Linked DNA regions of Mus musculus: regions 1 and 2 are each linked to region 3. The links are chromatin contacts, called in public HiChIP or PLAC-seq maps. All regions are on one chromosome and are shown on one strand. The core of a region is the stretch at or near the end of the contact, and the rest is flanking DNA. Distances in the headings are between cores, read along the strand shown.

Evidence for each region. HiChIP or PLAC-seq counts read pairs in DNA pulled down with a chosen protein or histone mark.
Region 1: a contact with region 3 is called in an HNF4G HiChIP or PLAC-seq map of pancreatic cancer cells. The contact joins the enhancer-like site here to the promoter of Smyd3 in region 3. A contact is called at or near these places in 19 of 39 promoter capture datasets (the 3T3-L1 cell line, 3T3-L1-derived adipocytes, the HPC-7 cell line and 13 more), 1 of 15 datasets of contacts at CTCF or cohesin (the NIH/3T3 cell line), 7 of 484 Hi-C or Micro-C datasets (CD8 T cells, Th17 cells, effector CD8 T cells and 4 more), 5 of 115 datasets of contacts at active chromatin or transcription factors (the SCID.adh cell line, embryonic stem cells and pancreatic cancer cells) and 2 of 9 other capture datasets (adipose tissue and pancreatic islet).
Region 2: a contact with region 3 is called in a CTCF HiChIP or PLAC-seq map of the NIH/3T3 cell line, with 12 read pairs. The contact joins the enhancer-like site here to the promoter of Smyd3 in region 3. A contact is called at or near these places in 1 of 39 promoter capture datasets (cranial neural crest), 1 of 15 datasets of contacts at CTCF or cohesin (the NIH/3T3 cell line), 1 of 484 Hi-C or Micro-C datasets (embryonic stem cells), 3 of 115 datasets of contacts at active chromatin or transcription factors (the SCID.adh cell line and embryonic stem cells) and 1 of 9 other capture datasets (pancreatic islet).

Annotation. Positions count from the first base shown.
Region 1 is chr1:179,569,270-179,572,090 of GRCm38.p6, reverse strand. The region is part of intron 1 of Cnst (consortin, connexin sorting protein); the gene reads right to left. Among named protein-coding and RNA genes, the nearest start is that of Cnst, 24 kb to the right of the region's middle. Within about 2 kb of position 1,375, at least 67 of the 459 cell types and tissues checked have an H3K27ac peak or open chromatin away from gene starts, as enhancers often do. A contact at or near this core is called in the NIH/3T3 cell line, the SCID.adh cell line, Th17 cells and 4 more, where this site is marked.
Region 2 is chr1:179,476,107-179,478,806 of GRCm38.p6, reverse strand. The region is part of intron 1 of Smyd3 (SET and MYND domain containing 3); the gene reads left to right. Among named protein-coding and RNA genes, the nearest start is that of Smyd3, 41 kb to the left of the region's middle. Within about 2 kb of position 1,431, at least 61 of the 459 cell types and tissues checked have an H3K27ac peak or open chromatin away from gene starts, as enhancers often do. A contact at or near this core is called in the NIH/3T3 cell line and the SCID.adh cell line, where this site is marked.
Region 3 is chr1:179,516,605-179,519,304 of GRCm38.p6, reverse strand. Smyd3 (SET and MYND domain containing 3) reads left to right here and starts at 1,264. Exons shown (of 12, transcript NM_027188.4): 1 at 1,264-1,517. The coding sequence starts at 1,354.

The DNA.
Region 1 (2,821 bases), core at 126-2,625, 53 kb before region 3:
CAGAAAAACAAGTACTGCCTGCTCTCTGACACTCAGAGCCTAGATTTTAATGTTTGTGTCGGTGCACATGCACAAACGAGTGTGGAGGCCAGAGGTTGATGCAGGGAGTTTTCAGTTGCTTTCCACTTCCTTTTTAAAGATTTCTCTTATTGAGCCAGAGGCTCATTGATTTGGCTAGGTTGGCTATCCCTGTGTCCCCAGTGCCAGGATTACAGATGTGCAATGACACACTCAGCTTCTTTTTTGTTTGTTTGTTTTTTTCCGAGACAGGGTTTCTCTGTGTAGCCCTGGCTGTCCTGGAACTCTGTAGACCAGGTTGACCTCAAACCCAAAAAAATCCACCTGTCTGCCTCCCAAGTGCTGGGATTAAAGGCATGAACCACCACCACCGCCTGGCTCAGCTTCTTACAGATGTTCTGGGAACTCAAGTCCAGGTCCTCACACTTGTGGGCCAAGCGCTTTACCCAGTAGGCCATTGTCCCAGTTCCAATTTCAGTGCGTGTGTGTATGTGTGTGTGTGTGTGTGTGTGTGTGTGTGTGTGTAAGACTAATGCTTCTCAGTGCTCTCTCCCTAAGATGCTGCCCTCAGGGCTCCCTTGTGGACAATGTCAGCGCGTAGCTCCCGAGGAAGCGAATGTGAAGTCACAAGGTTTGACTGCTGGTCTACTGGATGTTGCCTGTACACAATGGCAGCATTCAGTCGAAGACCATGACCAGCAAGAGAAAGCAGTAATGGATCCTATCTAGTGGGGAAGGTGGTAAAATGCATATCAAGTGCTTTGACTGACAGGAGTTGACAGGAGCTGAAATGTTCATTTTACATAACTAAATTAAAATGGAAATTAATTCAGTAACTGAAAGCCTTAGGCACATGTGGAACACTGTATTTGAGCCTTTTACATCAGTAAATTTTACGAAATCAAAATACAGATTAAGCACTGGGCACAGTGGTCCACACCTATAATCTCAGCACCCAGGAAGCAGGGGTGGCAAGAGGGTCACAGTTTGCGGCCAGCCCAGGTATAGAGAGCTGGAGACCACCCTCAGTAACACAGTGAGGCCCTGTCTCTAAACAAGGCCATGGGTTAAGGCACTTGCTACCAAGCTCACAAGCATGCACCCACATGCTAAATAAATGTAATTTTTTAAAAGGGTTATTAGCTAAGCTTGCTGGTACACACCTACAAACCCAGCACTGAGGAAGCTGGGGCATAAAGACTGCTGTGAGGTTGAGACTAGCCTGGGATATATGTAGAGTACTAAGCTAGCCAGCCCTACACAAGACCCTGTGTTTCACTCTAACATGTACCAAGAAGGGGAGAGGCTTTTCCTAGTGTAGTTTCTAGAAACAATATTACATATACAGCCTGCACTGTATTTCTATTGGTCCATACCGCTCTGACACAGCCTTGACAAGGGTCATAGTCATGGTGACTCACTCCATGCTAATTCATTCTTGCTAATACAAGTTATGCTACAGGCATTTCCTGGCACAGACATTATAATTAGTGTAACATGACAATGTAAATAAATACCTACTGACAGAAATAGATGCTATAGGCCTTTAAAAGTAATTTCTACTCCTTGTTTATTTATTTTCAGAATGTCAGCCTCAGAATTATGCATCCCCCTTGTTGGTACTTCCTCATACCCAAACGTCAAAACATTTTGGGCACATTGTAAAAGTTGTATATCAAAAACAAAACCAGACTCACAGGAGGTGCACACACTGAAGAGATGGGGCATAGTGTTGGGAGAGGGCCCTGGGAATTACCTGGAAAGTATCAAGCAGCCAAGACAGGGGCAACTGGCCCACTCGCACGTGAGTGTTAGTTACCATAAGTCCATACTGTGCATTCTACTCCATAAATCCACACTGTTTAGAGATGAATTCTATCATAATTCCAAATTCTACTTCGTGGTATATTCACTGTCTTCAAATCAGCCTCATGGTGCAGTTAAATTACAAAGTAGTAGCTAAACAGAGATCTGCATCCTAACCTTCTACAGGAGAAACGAATCACCAGGAGTGCCAGACTCTTCTAGGTTAACAGAAAGTGACGCCAACTGTCATTTATACCATATTCTGCAAAACTTAAGTCATTCTTTTTCCTGTTTCTTTTTTTTTTTTTCCTTTTTTTTTTTTTTTTTTCCTGTTTCTTTATGTGGACAACTGAACGTCATTTCTAAAACCTTGACTCTGGTTTATTTCATGTTTTAAAAGGAAGGATGGATGTGTGTGTGTGTGTGTGTGTGTGTGTGTGTGTGTGTGTACCCATGCTGTAGGAATCTCACAAATGTTACTGTTAACCTTTTATAGCTTTGTACCGTTTAGAGACACTTGCATTCTAAAACACCACTTTTGTTTGTCAGATCCTAAAGAAACCCCCAGACAAGTCTTCCTCCGTCCCCATGCTCCTCCCAGCACTTCTCATTCCACCCCTACCCTAAGCCTCTCCCTCTCTGGGGCTGGGCTGCCCTTCCCTTCCCCCAGGCTTCTCAATCCCATTTAACTCTGCTATTTTGGTTACTTGCTCTCTTGGTTCTTCTCTTGGCTCCTGGCTCCCCTCTCTGGGTTCCCATGCACTCTCTTGGTCCTCTTGGCCTCCTCTACCTACTATCTTCTTTCTCTCTCTCTCTCCAATGCTGTCTCCCATCCTCTCATAGCCCCATTGAGTCTGCTGGTGTGTTCAGGTTGGCCTCAGGCTAAATTATTCTTATCCACCCTTCTCAACACACCTACTCTCATCTTCCTTTCTTACTGATATCAATTCCAAATTTCATCTTACCTCTTAGGGATCTGGAGTTTATCTAACACAGG
Region 2 (2,700 bases), core at 182-2,681, 41 kb after region 3:
AATGTCGTATGAGGGTTCTCTAGAGAAAGAATGAATTAATGAATCCTTCTCTCTGTATAAAGGGGGTTTATCGGGATGCCTCACAGGCTGCAGTCCAGCTAATCCAACAATGTCAGGCTGTGAACAGAAAGTCCAAGAATCCAGGAGTTGTCAGTCCATGAGGCTAGATGTCTCTGCTAGTAGACACATCCCTAAGAGATAGGCTCTAATCTAATGCCAGTGAAGGAATGGACTTGGCTAGCAAGAGAAGAGCAAGCGGGCACAGAGCAAAAGCTTCCTTCTTCTAAGTCCTTATGTAGGCTTCCAGCAGAAGGTGTGGCCCGGATTATAGGTGTGTCTTCCCACCTTAAGATACAGATAAAAGGTGAGTGCCTTTCCACCAAAAGTCCTGACTAGAAGTGGATCCACACACTTCTAACCAAGCAAAAAATCTGTTGTAGGTGTGCCCTCTGCTTCTGGATTGTAGTTCATTCCAGATGTGAGATTGGCAGCCAGGAGTGGCAGTCACAGATTCTCTATACATGAAATGATCTGATGTTTGTGAAACGGGGAAGACAGCGTGTGATACCCAGTAAGCACCATCAAACTGCTTGATGACTAGGAAGTACCCCTTTCTCCAGGCTGGCCTTAAACACCTAATTTAGCCTGATAAATGCTGGCTTTCAGGCTTATGCCACCACATCTAGCAAGCATCCTGCTTTGGATGTACTCATTAAATGCAGATTTTACACAGAGGACTCTTAGGTCAGAGTGAAGCATTGTGTGTGTGTGTATACATGTGTGTGTGTATACATGTGTGTGTGTGTGTGTGTAATCTCTTTTAAAGTCGATTTTGTGTTTTGGACTAGTTTTGGGTATAGAGATACAAAGAGGTAACATATGTACTGTGCTTCTCAAACACACAGCTGTCCTCACGTCTACATCCCAGCCTTAAGTACAGTTATCACAACTCCTGACTCATGTGACACATCACCTAACAGCTAAAGTTTGTATTAAGATTCACTTAGTGTTGCATATTCTCTGAGTTTGGACCAGTGGGTGTGACATGTCTCCAGTTCCATCTATCCCCTCCTCTCTCTCTCAGTCAGTCCTGGCCACCGATGCTCTTCTTCCTGCCTCTGTGGCCTTGACTTCTCCCGAATGTCACGGGGATTTGGATCATACTGTGTATAACCCTTCCAAGTTTACTTCTTTCGCTTTGCAACATGCATTGAAAGTTGATCCTTGCTTCTGTGGCTTAATAGCTCATTTCCTTTAAATACTGAGCAATCCATTGTCTGAATAAAATTCTATTGCCTTTGAATGACTAAATGTCTTCCCTGGGTCTTGTCAGTGAGCTAATAAATAGTCTCTGAAAGCCAACAAAGTCCTCTGCCAATCTCCTTGGCTCTAGGCACACAGAAGTGATCAAAGCAGAAAGGAATGTTCCCTTGTGGGATCTCCTGCATGTTTGTGGCTTAATTATGTTTGCTTTCTGTCCCATCAGCCCAATTGGGAGTCTTGTCTTCTTTTTGGGACTTTTCAAGTGTGGTAATAGCCTGGCATTTCCACTAGGTGGCAGTAGGGTCATATATAATGAACAGTGCAAGGCACTGAAACCACTAGTTTGTTCATTAACAGAGTTCTTTTTATAATGAGTTAAATTTAAATGCTTGCAATAACTCTCCAGATATAATCATTACTTAAAATAGTACTTTCATTTTTTAAAGTTAACATATAGAATAATAGATTTCATTATGACATTTTCATTCTGATGTCCCCCACCCCCACTCCCCACACTAGGGTTTCTCTATGTAGTCCTGGCTGTCTTGGAACTCACTCTGTAGACCAGGCTGTCCTTGAACTCAGAGATCTGCCTGCCTCTGCTTCTCAAGCACTGGGGTTAAAGATGTGTGCCTCTACTCTCACAATCCTAATGAGTGCTTTTCAGAATAAACTCCAATACATATAATTTCTTAAATTCTTTAAATCTCTTAAGCTACTTGTTGTATGTGTAGGAGTGTTTTGCCTGCATGCGTGCCTGTGCACCGTTAGGTACTTTGTCCCTAGCGGGGCCAGAAGAGAATGTCCGATCCACTGACTGGGATTGAGGTCACAGACAGTTGTGAGCCACCTTGTGGCTGTTGGCAGAGCAACCCGTGCTCTTAACTACTGAGCCACCTCTCCAGCCCCAGGCCCTCAAATTCTTGAGTTTGTCTTCCTTTGATCAGTGAGGTGTTTACTGTGATCCTCACACAGGCTAGGCAAGGTCTAGTTTTGAGAGTTCAAAAGTTGAATACTTGTTCCTTGATGTCCTTGAGATGTCACGATTTGACAAGGGAGACCAGCTGGATTAAGGGATGTGTTACAGTGAGTGTATGTCCCAAGTGTCCTCGTTCGATGACTTTGACAGATGCACACCTATGTAACCTCAATTCCTGTTGAATTACAGATGACTAATGTCTTGGGGGTAATCAGAGGGACAGTTGAGCGATGGTGGCCTAACAGGCATTTCTGAGAGAACGACCTGGTGACTTTGGTTATTTTTTACCGGTTCAGCTTCAGTCCTTTTGAGTCCTGCACGTGCTTTGGTTCTTCTCTGCCATTTGTCCAAACAACACACGTGCGTTAGAAAAGACGTGCGGTGACTTTCAAAGAAAGCCCGGGCGTTATATTTCTGATGATACAACAAGCAAATCGAGAAGACTCTCAATCCAACAG
Region 3 (2,700 bases), core at 15-2,514:
GTAAGAAATCACTCATAGAAAAAGATGTTTTAAGCAGGATTTCTCTGTTACTGAGGCTAGTCTTCCACTTGTGTGTTTGCTGGGGTTCCCAGAAGGCACACAGACGTGTATACAGGAAAGGCAGAGGCAGGATGTCTATGAGTTCAAGGCCAGCCTGATCTACACAGAGAGTTCCAGGACAGCCAGAGATACACAATAGACGCTGTCTTTAAAAAGCTTTGTGTGGTCTGATATAGGTCTCATATAGCTGAGTCTGAGCATCAGAACTGGTTGATCATGCTGACCCTCCTAGGCAGTCTTGTGCCTACTCCTTTGCTTGTTCATTGTATACCCATAATCCTTTGCTTGTATATCCATAATCCAAGAACTCAGGAGGAAGAGAATAAAGGGTTTCTGAGTTCAAGACCTGACTGCAACATTATTTCAAAGGGTTCAACAAACATAACTCTAAAACGGTTTATAAAAAAATATAGGCATATAGATAGATATACAGAAGGTGTGATCCAAAACTGCAGATGCTGGGCTGGAGAGATGGCTCAGTGGTTAAGAGCACTGACTGCTCTTCTGAAGGTCCTGAGTTCAAATCCCAGAAACCACATGATTGCTCACCACAGATCTGTAATGAGATCTGATGCCCTTTCTGGTGAGTCTGAAGACAGCTATAGTGCACTTACATATAACAGTAAATAAATCTTAAAAAAAAACCCTGCAGATGTTAAGAATTTTTCGATCTAGATGCTGAATATACAGATAACCACTGCCCTTTTTTTTTTTTTTTTTTTTTTTTTGATACAGGGCTTCTCTGTTGTATAGCCTTGGCTGTCCTGAAACTCACTCTATAAACCACGCTGGCTTTAAACTCAGAGGTCTTCCTGCCTCTGCCTCCCCAGTGCAGAGGTTAAAGGTGTGTGCCACCACTCATGGGCTCTTACCATTTTTTTTTTCACTATGCATTAAAATTTGCATAATAAGCTGGGCGTGGTGGAGCACACCTTGAATTCCAGAACTGAGGAGGCTGAGGCGGGCAGAATCCTGTGAGTTCGAGGTCTAAATAGAGAGGTTCCTTGGTCTATCAAGAGAGCTCCAGATCAGTCTTTGCTACACATAGTGAGACTCCGTCTCAAAAAGAAAAAGAAAAAGAAAAAGAAAAAAAAAAGCGCGGAATAAAATACAGGAGGAAATACACCACCCCATCCCGAGCTGTAGTAGGTCCTCCTGCGCATGCTCACAGGACCTGCGCGCTCGTCTCCGCCCCCTGGTGTACGCAAGCGCAGGACGCAGGCGCGCAGTCAGAAAACACGAGACTCAAGCTGAGGGACGCAGTTCGGATCTGAGGTGTGGATCTGAGGAAGGATGGAGGCACTGAAGGTGGAAAAGTTCACGACTGCCAACCGGGGAAACGGGCTGCGTGCTGTGGCTCCACTGCGCCCCGGGGAGCTGCTCTTCCGCTCCGACCCCTTGGCTTACACTGTGTGCAAGGGGAGTCGTGGCGTAGTCTGTGATCGCTGCCTACTGGGGTACGTACGGAACCTGAGCCCGGGGCGCGTGGCTCTGCGGGTGGGGGTGGGCCTCGAGGGCACAGCTCTGTGGGGTGTCTGCAGCACCCTAGGCTGCGGTGGGAATTGGGGGAGGCAGTGGTGCAGATGAAGGGGAAGCGTCGGGCAGATAATTTTGCTGGGGAACAAAAATATTCAAAGCCTGTGCAACGAGCTTCATTGGTTGTGGAAATCAGAAGTGGCAGGGGGGTGTGAGTCTGGGAAGGAGTAGGGGTGTGTACGTCAGGATCAGAACTGAGGCCCCACCTGACCTGTCTTGCGGGAGGAGCGAGAAGCCTGGTGTTTATGTTGTACTTTGCTGGTCTGGATTTTACGTGGCTTGGGTTTAGGAAGATGAATGAGACATCCCTAAGGACTGGAGCAAATGAGAATTAACCGTGTAACAAAAGAGCAAAATAAGAGATGCAAACAGTCTACTCTAGGAGCGTAGGACTCGCGGTGTGCTTTGCCCTCTAGAGATTGTGCGGACAAATGTAACTCACCACCTCTGTGTAGATGCAACAGTTTATGTGACAGTGTTTCGAAGTCTGGAAGCACGGTGTCAGCGGAGGGTGCTTTACTGTTTATAGAGTTGTGTAACATATACACTTCCGTCCGCACACATCGGGTTCCCACCATGCACTGGGATAAGGACTCTGAGGTAGGTAGGTTCCAGACCCATCCCTCTGTGTTTGGGGTGGGTAGAGGTGGGGAGTCTAGCTTTACTATACATTCCAGGATACTCCCCTCGCTCCCCTCTCCTCCCTCCTCAGTCCCCGCCCCCTCAGACAGGGTTTCTCTGTAGCTGCTCTGTAGACTAGGCTGGCCTTCTCTGCGTCCCAAAGTCTTGCTGTTACCAACGCCCGGCTTCCACAATATTCTTGTTTAGTTTATAACTGAAGACTTCGCTTTGCATTTTAAAGTTAGCAAATAATAATGTTATCTGTTATCTTCTCAAGTGGTGATCGAAATGACATGCACACACCTGCACGCGATTTGTTGCTGAAAGAGCAGCGGGAAGTTTGTGGGGTTAAAGCAATTCACTCCCTTCACAACTCGGCCTCGAATGCCACGAACCCCCTTCTCACAGACTAATTGGAGAAAGCAGGACTCTTCCTTCATTGTGTTACATACTTTGTAGGCTATTTAGAGTGTAGATGTACCT